Linked DNA regions of Astyanax mexicanus: region 1 is linked to region 2. A link is a contact called in public Hi-C data. All regions are on one chromosome and are shown on one strand. Each heading gives the region's core, a stretch centred on a gene start, on an enhancer-like site or on the middle of the called end of the contact. The rest is flanking DNA. Distances are from core to core; before and after follow the strand shown. Region 1 has its middle 24 kb from the start of yipf5. Region 2 holds the start of LOC103044415 (glucocorticoid receptor).

Region 1 (4,449 bases), core at 1,747-4,246, 71 kb after region 2:
GTGGCAGAAAATGTTGTTTGTCAGTCAGAATTTGCCACATTGCCACAGTCAGAATATGTCTACATTAGTAAATAAAATACACGTCAAACATTACACATAAAAACTGTACCGTTTTACAAATGTCATGTTTAACAAATGAAAGTGCAAGACTAACAACTAGAAAAGGGTGTTTCCTGAAGGAAAAGCAGTGTGACTGTGCAACTTAAGTGGTTTCCGCTTTTATATTAAGTAAAGATTAGAAACTCAAATGCTTTTGACTGCCCTATGAAGACTGCTTCTCACCAGCTCATTGGCCACAATTATGGAACAGTTTAAAGGTCTTTTCACATGAAGTACGATTTTTTTGGACCTTGTGTGGAACTTCAGCATCCATCCCAGCTGGCACACAACTGACCATTAACATTGAAATGTGTTTAAACAACGTCCGGACCTTCAGACTTTTCAGTTTGGTCCGAACCAAAGTAGCAGGTGTGAAAGGGGCCGCGAACCACGGTCCGGACCAAAGGACCAGATTTTTGGTCCGCCAAAGTGGGCGGAGCTGGACGCACTGGACGTGCAACTCCGCCTTCCTGCAGGCTGCAGTCGTACCCTCTCAAAATAACAGGAAAAGCAGGAAAATCGTTTGGCGAATTTGAACTAACCTAGAGTACTGTGCCTGAAGTTGCGGCTGCTGGTATAAAAAACACAATAGCAGCGCTACTATGGAGACAAAATGAATCTGTTCATTCATTTTACCTTATCCTGGAAAGGCTTTTCACCGAATGAAGCACCCGCTGAATTGCCAACACGCCAACGTCAGACGCATGTCCTTCTAAAACCAATCAGCGTCAGGTTAAGGAAAACGCATCGATACGTAAGTGATGATGAAAGGATGTAGGAGTATCACACAAAGGTCTTTGGTGCGCTCCCTAAACTGCAGTGTGAAAACAAAAATAAGCGGACCAAATATATACAATGTAGCAAACACATGAACCTCGGTTCAGACCACGGTCCGGACTTTCAGGTGTAAAAGCACCCTAAATGTTATTGCTTCCCCTTTAAGCATTTGTGTTTTGATCCAAACAAGATGGATCAGCTGTGTTGCTGCCATCATCAAACCCATTTGTTTGATCTGCAAACAGAGCTCATCTCTGATTGGTCAGCCTGTTTTTTAATACTATATCTGAGACTGCAGGAAAACAAACTGCAGTCCGTCAGTTTCAGGCTCACTCAGTATTAAAGACACCATACATTAACAGTGAAAATCTTACAGCACTTCTTGCTTCCCTCTGCTGACAACAACTCTTATGGAGATGTAGATTTCATTTTCCAGCAGGATTTGGTACACTGCCCACACTGCAGAAAGTACCAATTGGTCTTATATAATTTTCTAATTTTCTGATACACTGATTTTTGGGTAAGCCAAAATCATCAATAATAAAATGAATAAACGCTTGAAATAGATCACTCTGTGTGTAATACATCTATATAATGAGATTCACATTTTTAACTGAATTACTAAAATAAAGTAAGGTTCTCTGTTTGACAACCCAGCGCTTGACTTGCCGATAAAATAACAAAATATAACGTGTTTTACATTATTTTACTACCTTCAGATGCTGCGTTTATCTCTCGCCCCCTCCTCTCTCTTTCTCTCATTCTCCCTCACACTCTCCGCTCGCCCCCTACAGTCAAAGCACCAATCACCAGGAAAGGCAGACTCTATCAATGAGTGACAACACTTCTAGCCAATGAAAACGCTTTTTAACTTCTCATACTCAGTGTTTAAACACATTTTATAAACACATTTTTAACCCATGAACTTTATACTTTTTACCTTTTAACCTTAGTAAACAGCTTTAAGAGATTTTTTAACATTTTAAAACATAAACTCTTTCTGAAATAAAATAAAAGTAAACCCAAAATTTACCAGAGGCTACACACATATAGTCTAACACACTCTAATAAATCCTATACATAAACTGTACATTTACTACGTATTATTAGCCAAAGAACAAAATTCAGAGGAGGTTTGCTTGGAAACTTATTTACATTAAACTGAACAGGGAGACAAACAAAACAAATGCTAAAGCTGCTAACTGCTAGGACTGTACCCCTCTTAGAACAGCCATTTTCTTAAAAAAAAAAAAAAAAAAAAAATCTAAAAACCTTGGCTGCATTATCAGACATCGTAAGTCTTCTGGAAGTCGCGGGAACCTGACGCATATCAATGACAGGTCCCTGATGCCCCGAGTTTTCCCCATTCGTGTGTGAAAGGGAGGACAGAGGAAGAGAAAAGCAAAACAGAGAGGGTTTTAAATTGTCCTGTTCTCTGCAAAGAGTCAGAGTCAGCCAATCAGTTTTTAGTGTGGGCGGGCAGTGTTTTTTTCCCCCCCCTCCTGGATGGGATGCGTTCAGGAGCATCATGGCTCCCATCAAAAACTCATTTCACCTCTGAATTCTGTAAAGTAAATCCATGTCTGGTAAAAGTAAAAAAACTATGAAAGTTTGGGGGGGACATGGGGGACTAAATGATTGCAAAAGGAAGGCATGTTGAGTTAATGTCACTTTCAATCTCTCTCTCTCTCACTATATATATATATATATATATATATATATATATATATATATATATGTATATGTGTGTGTGTGTGTGTGTGTGTGTGTGTGTGTGTGTACTGCCACTGCACTGCAGGACAAGGAACAGAGAAACCTGTGCCATCGTCTGACATTCTAAAACAACCGAATACAGAGCTGACCTACACATTGGACCTTCACAAACCTGCCAGCCTGATGTAAACTGTTTTTTTTTTTTGTTGACAGAAAACACTTAATATGACACCTGTGTTTGTGTTGCACCTGACAGCTCCAGCTACCAAAGAACACTTTGATGCTGGAAGGTTGTGCCATGTCGACAAGGGCAGAAGAAGTTGTGCCCGTCACTCCTCAAGGCAAATATTTATGCTTTGAAAAATCCAGACGGCTCACTGACTGGCTCCTCTGTGGATCACTCTGCACTCTGAGAGGCTCTTTCCACAGGCCTGCCAATCAAGCAGCCCAGCTGGACCGTCGTTACGCAACTTCTGCTGGAGCTGACCATGATCGGGACCATCATTTCCAAAGCCAGACAGTTCCAGAGCTGGAGCCAACAGTCACTGACTCAACACTGCCATCTAATGGGTGCTAGAATCAGTGCTGCAAGTTATCATCCAGACACTTGTGCACATTTATTTTATACAAACAGCAAATAATTCTGTACAACTGTCTGCTGTTTCCCAAATTAACAATCGCTTCTGTCTTGCAGATCATGATATATTTATTATACATGACACTGCTGAACTGGCTCAAACTCCAGAACAGCTATTATGTCCTTACATTCAAATTAGTTTTTATTTTATTTAATAGTTTATTTAGGGACTGTGGCGTGTACATTAATTAACATTACTGTACATGCACCAGAATTAGCCTAAAGTCTATTTTTCATCCGTTGTCTCTGGACAGATCTTGAAATTGTCTACCTAAAAAAAAACAACAACATGAAGATTACAACGAACAATGCAATTATAAAAGAGCAATAAAAAATATAACGCAGTGTATAAGCTTGCTAAAATACAGCTGTAGCTAAAAAGACACTCTACAACTAAAGGTACTTTTTCCAAGGGGGGTTGGGAAATGTATTTATACTACTTCTTCGTTAAACTAGTTAAACTAGTTTTTAGAGCCTGTAATGCAGATTTGATACATTTCCTTTAGAGTTTTTCTGGGAAATATCTTCTGAATTGATGGCTAACTTAAATGTTCTTATATGCACAGTGGAGCTGAAAAATGGATAATGGATGTACAAACAAGCAGGTGGTCACAATGTTATGCTTGATCGGTGTATAGTGCTATACAGTACAGTAAGTGATTCTCATCCAGAATTAACAATGAATGTAATTCATAATGGTCACGTTGTATATTCTGGAATGCAGCATAATCAAACTGGAATAAATCGCAAAACCATACACCTGGATGAAGCTGGCTTTAACCTGATGAAACACAATGTAGTGACAGTCTTATCTGTCAGTTTTGTGGTGCAATGACATGCTCTGTCAATAAAATACTGTACAAACTGTAAAATAATATAGGTGAATTCTGTCCAATTTCTTACTGTCATAAACAGTAATATGTAATTTTGTACTGCTGATTTTTGATTCACAGGAAAAAGTTCAACATTTTTTAATCATTTTTTTTATAATTTGTCATCAAACTATTAGCATTGAGAAAATCCTTACAGAGCAAACTGATACACGATCACATGACTAATCATTTCGACTGACTTGTTCACAATCGATGGCTAAAGAACTTTTCATTTTGATGACACACTGGTTCACTGACATAAATTTGTATCGTTGGGGCATGGATAAAGGATTGTGAGTGAAGAATGTGAATTAGCTACTCATCCATTATGTGGTGCTAATTGTACAAACT
Region 2 (5,064 bases), core at 555-3,054:
AACAAAAAAAAACGCCACGGCCAAATGCGCTGAACTTGACAGCAGGCACAGGCTACAGACTGTCAGCAGCACTGAACCACGTTAACACAGTAACGTAACAACGCCAGCTACACAGTCAGCTTATAACAAGTTAGGTTAGCTAACGCTACCTAGAGTTGTCTGATGCTTTTAGAACAGAATTGTTTATAACCAATAGTTAGCTAACAAAGATAACCTAGATAACTTAGGATAGGTTATAACCTAGTTATATCACACGATTTGCCTAGCTGCAGCTTCGCCGGTGTTCTGTCGATTTGTGCTACCCATAAATAAGTGCTTCCTAAAGGCACTGCGCATGCGCCGACGTACACTTTTTTTTTTTATTATTTCTCGTTTTTTTTAATAATGAATCTGTTACAACCTGGACTCAGTCATTACAGAAAAAAGTGTAAATTTAAATTATTAATAATAAAAAAAATGCAATAGTTAGTATTTAAAATATAATAAGCAATACAAAAGCAGTTTGTAATGATCTCTCATTGCCGTAACTTTAAATTTATACAGTGATTTATGCTATCCAAATATACTAAAGCTAACCACATCTACTGTGATTCCACTAGGAACATGCTCTAATATAGTACTTCTTTTGCATTTTTACAGTTGTACTGTACTACTAGGGTAGCGCGGTTTGACAAGGTAGCATAACTCGACAGAACACCCCGGCTTACATTACATTACTCCTGTTTCTAACCCGCAAGAAATACTGACTGACTTGATGCTCTTGCTGCTCAACACTAGCAAGGTTAACTAGTTAGCTAACCTAGATATATCACTTAGAAGGCAGTGTAGTGATTAAGATTCGTGTATCCGAATCAAAAGGGGATAAAATACGCAGGTCCTGACGCTGGCAGTCTATAAACAGTTCACTGCTGTTTAATTGTGTATGTTTGGCTGTTGAGTGTTTTCATTAGCTTTTAGCTAGCATTTAAACACATTAAACCAGAAGGCTAGTGTTAAATTACTGGTTAAACTTCGCTTCAGACAAGCTTGGGTGCCTTCCTGCCTCAGAATGCTCACTAACTAGGCAGCACATCTGACGTTTCAGACACACCCCGCATTAGCTCGGTGTCAACGACGCGCGTTTAGAAAAAAAAGCTAGCTAGCTAAACTAACTAGTTAGCATAGCCAGTTAACGTTAACTTCGCTAGCTAGCTAACTAGGCGAAAGCTAGTTAACGCGAGTTAACCTAGCTAACTAACGTAAGTTAACGTAACCAACGTTAAAAGCTGCCGCAGCCAGAGGAGCCTGAACTTTTCCCTCCCTCCACTTTACCCAAAAATGCCACCAAAAACCGGACGAACGTGATAAATATCGTTCTAATGTCGTCTTAACATAAAAAAAAAGTTGTGACAAGGGCGCGTGTGTCCTTTAAAACAGCAGCTAGCCTCCAGCACGGTTGGTTTTTAGATGGCGCAGTAGCTAGTTAACTAATCTAACCTAGCGTTACAGTCCGCAGATAAAGCCCGGGGCGAAGGGCACATTCACACCGACAGGAGCTCAGATAAATAAGAAAACCCGAGAGCGCTTCTCTTCTTCTTCAGGTGACTTCTCCTGTCTTCTTCAGCCCTCTTTCAAACACTATTAAGCTCTAATATCACCCAGCGTGGCGCAGCATAGCGCAGTGCCCTCGGGATACCCGCTACATTCTTCATTAAAGAAAGTACAAATAGAAGCAAAGTAATGCGGGAGGATTTAAACTGATAGGAACGAAAAGGCATTACCTAACATAACCTAACTAACTTGACTAACTCACTTACCGAGAGAGGGACGCGCATGCGCAGAGCGACACCCAGCACTTCGCTGCCCGCAAAGGGTGACAGGATTAAGACAGTAGAACGAAAAATGGCATAAATATAAATTAATAAATGCACATAAAAATGAATAGATAAATAAATACACGCATTAATAATTGTATAAATAAATAAATAAGTACATTTTGTCATGAAAAAGTACACACTTAAAATTCTATTTCCATATTTTCATGTATGGACCTTGTTTATTTATATATTTATTGATTGATGTATTTCTGCATTTGTTTATTTATATATTTATTTATTGATTTATGTGTTTCTGCATGTATTTGCATAATTATTTATTAATGTATTTCTACATTTATTTATTTCCACATTTCTTCATGTATTTATTTATTTCTGCATCTGTATGGTAATTAGGAAGGCGGTCCTATCCTCGCTTTAAAGCAGGAATGTGAATCAAACAGAGGCAACCAGATTCTAACATACAAATGCAGGCATACAGAAATAAATATATGAAGAAATGTGGAAATAAATAACTAAATGTAGAAATGTTGAAATACGTAAATGAATAATTAAATAAATGTTAAAATAAGTAATTGACTAAATAAATAAATAAACACATGTAGAAATGTTGAAATAAATAATTAAATAAATAAATCAATGTAAAAATGTTGAAATAAATAATTAAATAATTAAATGCAGATATATAAAATAAATAAATAAATGTAGAAATACATCAATCAATAAATATATGAATATATGAAATCTATTTATTTATTTATTTATCTTTCCAATTATTTATGCATGTATTTATTTAGCTATTTATTTATATATTTATTTATTCATAAATAAATTTATATGTGAATTTATTTATTTATACTTGTCATGTCATTTTTCGTCCTCCATAGTAAGCGTCGGTAGTATATATGTTTTTATGTATATAAAAGAAGATTAAAGTATGTTTTACATTTAAACGTTTTTATATATATTAAAAAAATATATTTTAATTTTTTTTATTTAATCTTATTTCCATGAGGTTCACTTCATATGGGTTCATAAATATGTTATTGTACTTAAAAGTAGTTAAAAGTAGTAGTTATAGGTAGTTATAGGTACATATATATATATATATATATATGTGTATATATATATATATGTATATATATATATATACATATATATATATATACATATATATATATATATGTATATATATATATATATATATATATATATATATATATATATATATATATATATATATATATATATATATACATATATATATATATATATATATATATATATATATATATATATATATATATTTCTTGGCCTGCCCCATCACCAAATTTATCACCAATTGAACCTTGATGGGACCACCTGGGATGCCGTCGTGTGAGTGTACAGGATCTACAGGCTCAGCTGAAACAGCTGTGAGCGAATGTACCTTTAATCACCTATAGACTGATTCACTCAATCAATTCCACCGTTTGCCCAGAGGCAAGAAAAGGACTGCACTGTTAGCCACAGCTGGAAGAGGCACTGTTTTTCCGTTCAGAAGATGGAGACAGAGTTGGGGAGTGAAGAGACGGGTAGACGCACCCTCCCATGCCAACAAGCTCATTATGGTCTGGCGGGTGTGGAGTGGGCATGTGCATGGTTAATTAAGCCGAAGGAGCACAGCAAGATAGAGTCTGACTGGTCTCTATGGGCCGACCTGAAGGAATCGCTCTGTTCTCTAGCCTGGCAAAGCAGCAACATGGAACACAGCTTGTTGTTGTGTTATAACTATTAGAGATTATCACAGAGAAAATGGGATATGTGATAAGGCTGTTGGATATTCGTATATGTGTGTAAAATGTGATAAATTAAGCATTTATTTGGCTGCATTCATTTTTCCAAAGCCAAGGAGTTCACACTAGTAGGCCAGTAGGAGGACTTGATTTATAGCCACAATTTGGTGTCAATTTAATCTTAAGCAACACGACATGACAGATTGACAAGCGACAAACACAGATGGAAATATGAAGAAAGCTTAGAGCTGATATAGTGTCTTGTATTACCGGCATCATGATTAAAAAGTGCATTAAATATTATTTGGATGCTTTGTGATCACCTGGTGTGTGTGTGACTACCTCCAAGGAAACAATTTTTACAGTCTCTATAGAACAATTGCCTCTTCTAAAGAACTCTTGAAGAATCCTTCTTAAGAATGTATGCAAGTAATGCAAGTGTGGGCATTTAATTGTCAATGTTTGTATTGCGTGACATGTCAATGTCATTATCTATTTAAAAAAAACAACAATGATCCCATTTAAACCTGGTCGCTTCTTCTTTTTTTATTGTTGGGATTGTACCTGAATATGACTTAGCCACTTAAAATTGCAAAGTGTAAATTCACCTAAAACTCATTTGAAAAAAATATTTAAAAAACATCTTTTCTGTTTACAAGTCAGTGAATTTGTATTTCTTAGGGAAAAGAAGGAATAAAAAGCGAAGCATTGTTTTTCAGTTTGAAACATGAATAAATACGCTGTGAGAGAGCGGATGGCTCAGCTCTCGCAGCTGGATGATTTACTGTCTGCAGGGCAGAGTCTACGCCTTTATGTAAGTGAATCATGTTGACTCAGTATCCTAAAATCTCGACATGCGCACTGCCTCCCCATCCGTGGTGCAACAACACACACTCATGTTGCAGCTTAGAGCAAGAGGGAAGGAACTCTTATTTGGGCAGCGTGTCTTAAGAATCCATGATTGCATCATGAGTAAACACATTCCTGACTAGAGCATTATCTCCAGTGAACTCCTGCTGAGGAAAGAGTGTATATTGATCTATACATCTAGTTCACAAAAGTGTTTTTCTTAGTGTGAGTTTCTTACGTAATGATGCCAAATAAACAGAGATGGGAGGGTTACTTTAAAAATGTAATTTGGTACAGATTACGGATTCAAATGGAATTATAACGTAATATCAAGGATTATTGACTATTTTAAAATTATTTTTGATTACTTTTGCATTATTTGTCTTTTCAAATAAAGTGTTTCTTATAAAACCTAAATATTGTATTTAAGCAATAGAACACAAGAGGGAGGGTGTTATCGCGAATAACATGAATGCTGTAATTAGGTCTCGATAACACACAACTTTGAGTGTTTTATTGCTTTATATAACAGTTTTTTTTTTTTACAAAATGAATAAAGAAAATTAAAGATACATTGATAATGAATATGCTTTAATATGGACTGTGACTTCTGCCAAAAAGTAGTT

Evidence for each region. Hi-C and Micro-C count contacts between places; a contact is called where the count stands out from the background.
Region 1: a contact with region 2 is called in a Hi-C map of muscle, with 10 times the contacts expected there. The contact joins the enhancer-like site here to the promoter of LOC103044415 in region 2. A contact is called at or near these places in 2 of 3 Hi-C or Micro-C datasets (both in muscle).

Annotation. Positions count from the first base shown.
Region 1 is chr17:21,058,130-21,062,578 of AstMex3_surface, forward strand. No RefSeq gene overlaps it. Among protein-coding and RNA genes, the nearest start is that of yipf5, 24 kb to the right of the region's middle. Within about 2 kb of position 2,997, the one cell type or tissue checked has an H3K27ac peak away from gene starts, as active enhancers do.
Region 2 is chr17:20,988,675-20,993,738 of AstMex3_surface, forward strand. It overlaps LOC103044415 (glucocorticoid receptor), which reads right to left and starts at 1,805. Exons shown (of 9, transcript XM_022676219.2): 1 at 1-1,805.